Regions from separate parts of the Zea mays genome. Here region 1 is linked to region 2. A link is a contact called in public Hi-C data. All regions are on one chromosome and are shown on one strand. The core of a region is the stretch at or near the end of the contact, and the rest is flanking DNA. Distances in the headings are between cores, read along the strand shown.

Region 1 (3,359 bases), core at 653-3,152, 220 kb before region 2:
GGAGTTGCTGCCCTTTTTTCCATCTCGGAACCGTTTCGCGCTAGCAGAATTTGTCGAAACAAACTGTTTGACTGGGAATCATTCCCATTCAACCGAATGAAGCCTTGGGTGCCGCGACCACCTGCGAAGGCAGGCAGGGCTGCACTGCACCACACAACGCCAAGGCACGCCGAGGGAAGAAGGCACAGACGCCACCGCGTGCGATATCAATCTTGGGAAGGTTAATTCGTAAAGCGCCATCGATGTCCAGGCAGTCAACTCAGAGGCCACGGCAAGCACGCGGAGGCCATCGCTCTGCGCTTCTCATCGGGTGGAGGATAACGACCGGCTGATCTGAACGATGACGGCAGAAGCTGCACAGCGAGGCGCTTCGTCGGAGGATGCACACAAAGAGCTGAACATGCCCTATACCTGATTATCGAAATGCATGCTGCTTCACAGATGCCGTATTGTTCCTGATTCAGGACTGCCAAATATATCTGGGGATCACCCTTGAGCTGGACATGCCCTATACCTGATTATATGATGCCAGGATCCAGGAAAAGTACGGGCAATGGGGCAAGATAGAGGGGAAAACGCTACAGGGAGTACTATATAGAGTATATATATCCTTAGGCCTCTCTTTGAGGGGCAGCTCGGGCTGTGCTGCCGCTGCTGGCTTCGTCTTCGTCTTCGTCAGACAAGCAGTCGGTGACGTCGGTAACACAGCTGGAGGACGACGGCTGTGGCGCCGAGAATGGCAACGGCTGCTGTCCTCTCACGTCTTCCGGCTGCTGCTGCCGCCGCCGCCGCCGAGCGGAGGCGCCGTGTCGCAGAGTTTTGCTGCCGGCGTCCCGGTTCGGCCTGTTCTTCAGGAAGACCCGGCACACGACCCACTCCCCTGGCTCAGCAACGCAGCCCTGCAGTCATTGGCAACGGCACGCATATAGGAATCACTATACATGTGCAAAACGAATAAAACATTGCCCTCCAAATTCGTGGGGGGAGCAAATGTAAGCTACGGCGGCAAAACATCGCGATCGAGGTTGCAAAGCGGATCGAGTACTCCAGTCGAATAGTCGATGCCAAACTGCCACCGTTGCCCCCCAAGACGGGGAATTTCTGCTTTCTGAATCGGTCTATTCGTCAAGATGTTAACTGACAGTGGCATGTACAGTTTACATCAGAGAATGAAGTCGACGACTCGGTAAAATTTTCAATTAAAAGGTTGAAATTATGGTGGGAGCTCTTACATGTCTCGCATTCTTCTTCCTCTGGTCGGCCACGCCGCGGGGCACGGCGAGCCGGTACTCATGCATGACCCAGCCTGTCCGCGACGACGGCGGCGGCGGCTCACGGCGGTGGAAGGCGAGCGCCGTCTTGACGCCCACGAGCAGCTGCCTCTGCTCGCCGCCGCACTGCAGGAACACCGGCTTCTCCTTCCCCGTGGCCTTCCAGTACCCGCTCCCAGCCCTCCTCCTGCGGCCGGTCGCCGGCGCTCGCCGCAGGCTGAAGAAGTAGCCCTCCCCTTCGCTCGCCCCTGCGCGGTTTAGTTACACCAAGCAATCAGGGAAACTCTGGATCGATCCGCAAATCACGCGCACGGCGTAGTACGCACCAGTGACGTCCCACGGATCGAGCCTGGCGACGTCGTGGACGACGGGGATGACGGCGGCCGGCAGCGGGCGAGCCAGGGCCTTCCGGCGGAGGTACAGCACGACCAGCTCCTCGTCGGTAGGGTGGAACCGGAACCCCGGCGGCAGCTGCGTGGGCGCCTGCGCAGGCCTGTCCATTCCTGCAGGAGCAGGACTCGCAGCCGACAGCCGAGCCGGACTCTGCTGAAGCTGGCTGGCTGTGCACACTGCACAGTGAGTAGCACCGAAGCAGAGCAGGACAGTCTAGCTGGAGCCTGGAGAGCGAGCGAGAGAGATTTATGATGAGTGGATTGGAGAAGAAAAGGCGGGCAATTTATAGGATCCCGTGTGGCGTGGAGCGGACTCCATCCCGCGTCTACTCTTTTGCTTAAACAGTGTGATTCCTTCTCCGATTCGACATGACCCCGTCCCAGTCCGAAACAAATCTTGCCTAAATCTCTTCCCCCCATTGCTGTCAGTTTCAAGATGGAGTACTGGTAATTGCAAACTAGAGAGAGAGAGAGAGAGGAAAAAACAAAAAGAACAAGAAAGAGTCATAATTTAACTCAAACAACCTAATCTCTGTCTTAAATTTAGCCGCAAACGAACCCAACTCGTTCTGGGAGTTCTCCTTCGTATACGCTCGCTTCGCTTTCCTGGAAACGAAAATTTTCTTCTTGATTATTTTTTTTTCATACAAAGACAATGTTATCCAGATGTGCCGTCAGCAGCAGGGCATAGCATGGACCCTGACGTGGCAAATCGGGTGGAGAAGGCCAAGCCTGATTGATGTGGCCTCTTGTAAATGATTGCTAAAAGAAAGAAGGGTTGAACCAACGTTTTGGTAGTTGGAAATGCTATCCAACGCATATCTTTTTTTTAATATATAAAGTGATCTAACATATGGATACCTTCGTTGTTAATCAACAGCGCCAGCTGTTTTTTCTCCCAGATGAGAGCTAATCTGATCATATATATGTGTTGTACGTGTTGTATGATTACGAGTCCACTTTATGTACTCCTTTAATCTGGATTACAAGGAATCATTAGCGATTTTTTCGTTGCATCTGATTGTAATAATAAAAACATGCGGCAACACACACCATGGCGCTTTCTTGCAGGTCTCCTGAACGTCTTGCTTGGCGCGCTAGCCGCAGGCTGCAAGGCAGAGCAGCTGGTTGCTTCCTGCCTGCTCAGCTCCTTCCAAGCAACCGATCGAGCAGCGTCAGCGAGCACCACCTTGAAGCCATGCCGGCGCCTGAATCCTGGGGGGCAAACTAGTCTATAGGGTCCACTCGTGGAGAGATATTTCTCATCAGGGATGCCGGCCGTCAGGATGATGCATTTTTTTTTAAACCCAGATGAAGTTCTCTTCTAAGCATCCGGCTTTAGTTTTCACTCCTTGTCATACATGACTTCTGGATTTTCCTTGCTCCCGGTTCTGAAGAAACGAGACATTCTTTTGCGTGGCTATGCAAGACACGCATTAAACTCTGGCTTGTCTGTTCGGACGTTGGATGATGGAGTAGTAAACTGTTCCCTGGCCCTTTGCTCTCAGATCGCCGGCATCAGCAGAGCGCAAAGGCGGGCTACACGGGATAACGGAACTGTGTTCTTGTTGGGAAAAAGATCTGCAAGCTGGCCAGCAGCCCTGCCCAGGTGCAAGAATGCCGGCCATTGCGCAGCAACAGCGAAGGAGACGTCGTGGACGAGGAGGCGTACGTATTTCTTCCGTGAAGAAGATGA
Region 2 (3,322 bases), core at 132-2,631:
GTAGAGATTGAGAGAACAAACATTAAGAGTTGTTAGAGATGCTCTTGCAAGTAACATTATTATATAGGACTACATACATATCTTCATAGCTTTATTATGTTAGTTTGAGACTTAATTAAACATAAAAGTACATAAATGCTTAGTAAATGAGTTGTTCGCTTCGGATTAAAGTTAGATGTTCGAAATGTTGTAATCGCAATGCATAAAGACAATTATTGTAGAAACAATTTTGGATTAAAGCCAACGAAAGAGGCTAAAAATGTAAGGGCGTCCAATTGTGGCCACAACATATATCTATTCTGCTTGAAGTTCATGCTGGAGGCGTGTGGCCGTTGGGTGGGGGTATGATTGGTGTGGATTCTGCAATGGAGTTACGGAACTGAAAGAAAGCGTGGTTCGTCTCCGCGCCAAAAGCAGGCGTTACCCGATGCGCGTGTGCCACGGAGTAGGTACATGTGTCCGTTGTAACTGATTCCTGGACTTGAATGGAGTTCATCGGGATTGTTACCTAGCTCGCTCGTCTTTTCTCCGCCCGAATATGGACTATGGTGCCAAGGGTTGCACTCGATTCGAATCGAAAAAAAGATAGTACAAGACAGCCATTATATTCAGGCTAGCTTCAACTCAAGAATCATGGTTGCATTTTGGTTCCATTCCAGTTCCAGGTGTTGAACGCTCACGAAGCCCGGCCCAACGACTGAACCGGTAATTAAAACAAAACGGCCCAAGAAGGAAGCTGACGTTTCGGCTCCTTGTGGTTGGGGAGTCTGACACCTCCAAACTAGTCGCGATCATGAATGAACGAACACAGGCCAACTGCCGCTAAAATCTACTGCATTATTATTGCCATGGACTCGCTGCCCCCTCGAGTCGGCCGTGCTTGATGTCACGACTCCTACCCTTCCGAAACTGCCAAACCGTACTATATGAATGTACGTGCGTGCTACAAGTTGAAGCACCCAATTCTATATATGCAATTATTGTGTAGTATAAAACTATAGATCAGCCTCTCTCTCATGAGCCCGTAGCAGCTAATCTTATATAAAAAAGCTGCCTCTTGATCAAGACCGTTTCTCTAGGTTCACTAAACGTCTTGCCTCTTGTCTCTACGTGTACATATACACACAAATACTATAGTTGATATTTTAACTTTTAACATTTTATTTGACTATTTTTCTTATTCAACTTTCTATATAAATGTTGTTTATTTTGTTATGGGTTATTTTACCATTAAAGATATTTAATAATAACATATCCATTATATTATTCACTTTAAAAAATAATCTATATCCACAAGTCAAAACGCGTCAACCATTTTAGCTACAGAGCGACTATATATTCATCCCACTGCCCCACACCACCTTCTCAAGCTTGATTTCACGCCTCTATAGTCTTGCCAAGCGCCCAAGTCCTGTGTTTGCCGCGTGCCCATGGTGGAGAAGGAGCTCACGGGCACGGCCATGGCGGAGAGAGGGAGGAAGCCGGGGCTCATCACGAAGACGCTGGGCCGGTGCCGCAGCGGCGCGCGGAGGAGCAGGCCGGCGCCGGAGGGGTGCTTCACGGTGTGCGTCGGCGCGGGGCGGCAGCGCTTCGTGGTGCGGACGGAGTGCGTGAACCACCCGCTGTTCCGGGCGCTGCTGGAGGAGGCCGAGGAGGCGTTCGGGTACGCGGCGGCCGGCCCGCTCGCGCTGCCGTGCGACGCCGACGCCTTCGTGCGGGTGCTGGAGCAGATCGAGGACGCTGGCCGGGCCGCGGCCGTGGCGAGGTGCGGCCTTGTCCGGGGCCACTCCGCGTACCGACTGCTCGTCCCCGCACGCCCTCTCCTCGTCGGCCGGTCATAGCCCGGGAGATCAGGTGACGACGGTGCTCTTGATCTCACCCCGATTTGCACCTCCAAGATTAGTCGTGTGTGTCTACTGAATAGTGAATACTCGTGTGTGCAAACCATGTATACACCACCACAGCTGGTTGGTGCACCGTAGTAATGGATGAGTTCTTTTTGTCGAGCACTTGAGCATATATTTTTATTGTCAGACAGACAGAATGTCATTGTGCTTTAGGAGTGTATGTATATTTGCCCTCACAGGTCACCGCTCACATGATGTAATTACAGTTTTCCCTTTTCTAGGATCAAGAATATAGCTCCTATAATCAGTTATTACTGATAATTTCGTTTGGACGAAGGATTTGTTCACCATAAAGAACATACTGAACATTCCAATAGCCTAGAGATTCAGTGGTTCGGCTTTCTAATTTGCTACCAGGTTTTACAAGTAGAAATGCTACGTCCTACAGAGCAAGCCTACAGTGTTGTTACCAATTTATCAAATCAAAGGATTATGCCACATCAGAAGGAGCCAATATTAAACATTGCGTCACTTTGAGTTTATTTTTGAGATATTTAAATAGAGAGAAAATACGTTCTTAGTTTTCCGACAAAGGAAAATTAGAATGGCCGGCAGAAGACCTCCTAGCATTCGGGCATGGGCGCATGGCTGGTTGGGCTTCACGTCCAAAGAGGCAAAGACCACTATCAAAAAAAGAGGCAAAGACCAAGGGCCAAGCTAAGGGCTTTCGAGGTAGGTTTTTCAAACCGTCGAAACACGCCTAGTGACTCAGCAGTTTCATCATCCACAACACGTATTGTTTTATTTATAGAAGAGAGAAAAAAAATACATGGTTAGTCCATTAACCTGTCAGCCTCTGTCGCATTTGGTCTATCAGTTTTGAAATTGCATTTTCTGGGCTTGTTTTCACTTATTTTATGCTACCAACATCCACAGTGAACTCCTTTTGAGTAAAATACCCCCCCCCCCCCCTAAACACTGCACCAAATTCAAAAAAGCATAATTAGCATTCATCAAAAAACAAAAAACCTTATAAAAAACAATGCTCACTGATAATGACGTCTTTCTCAAGCAGGGACAAAGCCAGAATCCGAAGACAGAGGGGGCAGGCTTAGCCTCCAAGCGACCAAACCAGCAAGGACACAATATAGAAATGGCAATGGAACCAACCACAATGCATATATTGATATATAATCTTCATTACAAAACAGTATAATAAAACAACATCTATTTTGTCAAACAAAATAAAATTACATCTCAGTTATTTTGAATTTAGCTCTACGTGTATTAGCTAGAACATAGGCCTTGATAATATCATCAGAACTAATCATTGCCGCTAATTCCCTTTCAATATAAACGACCAGATAATCCCGTAAATAGGCATCTCCCATTTTGCTTCGAAGACGTGTCTTCACAAATTTCATAGCTGCAAAGGCTCTCTCTGTGGTCGCAGTTGACACAGGAAGAGTCAAGAG

What was found. Hi-C and Micro-C count contacts between places; a contact is called where the count stands out from the background.
Region 1: a Hi-C map of ear shows a contact between it and region 2, with 1.6 times the contacts expected there. The contact joins the promoter of LOC100381893 here to the promoter of LOC100284388 in region 2. A contact is called at or near these places in 2 of 25 Hi-C or Micro-C datasets (ear and tassel).

What each region holds. Positions count from the first base shown.
Region 1 is chr7:143,326,420-143,329,778 of Zm-B73-REFERENCE-NAM-5.0, reverse strand. LOC100381893 reads right to left here and starts at 1,902. Exons shown (of 3, transcript NM_001361551.1): 1 at 1,598-1,902; 2 at 1,233-1,519; 3 at 392-899. The coding sequence starts at 1,772. The coding sequence ends at 612.
Region 2 is chr7:143,103,250-143,106,571 of Zm-B73-REFERENCE-NAM-5.0, reverse strand. It overlaps LOC100284388 (calmodulin binding protein), which reads left to right and starts at 1,381. Exons shown (of 1, transcript NM_001157283.1): 1 at 1,381-2,181. The coding sequence starts at 1,431. The coding sequence ends at 1,841.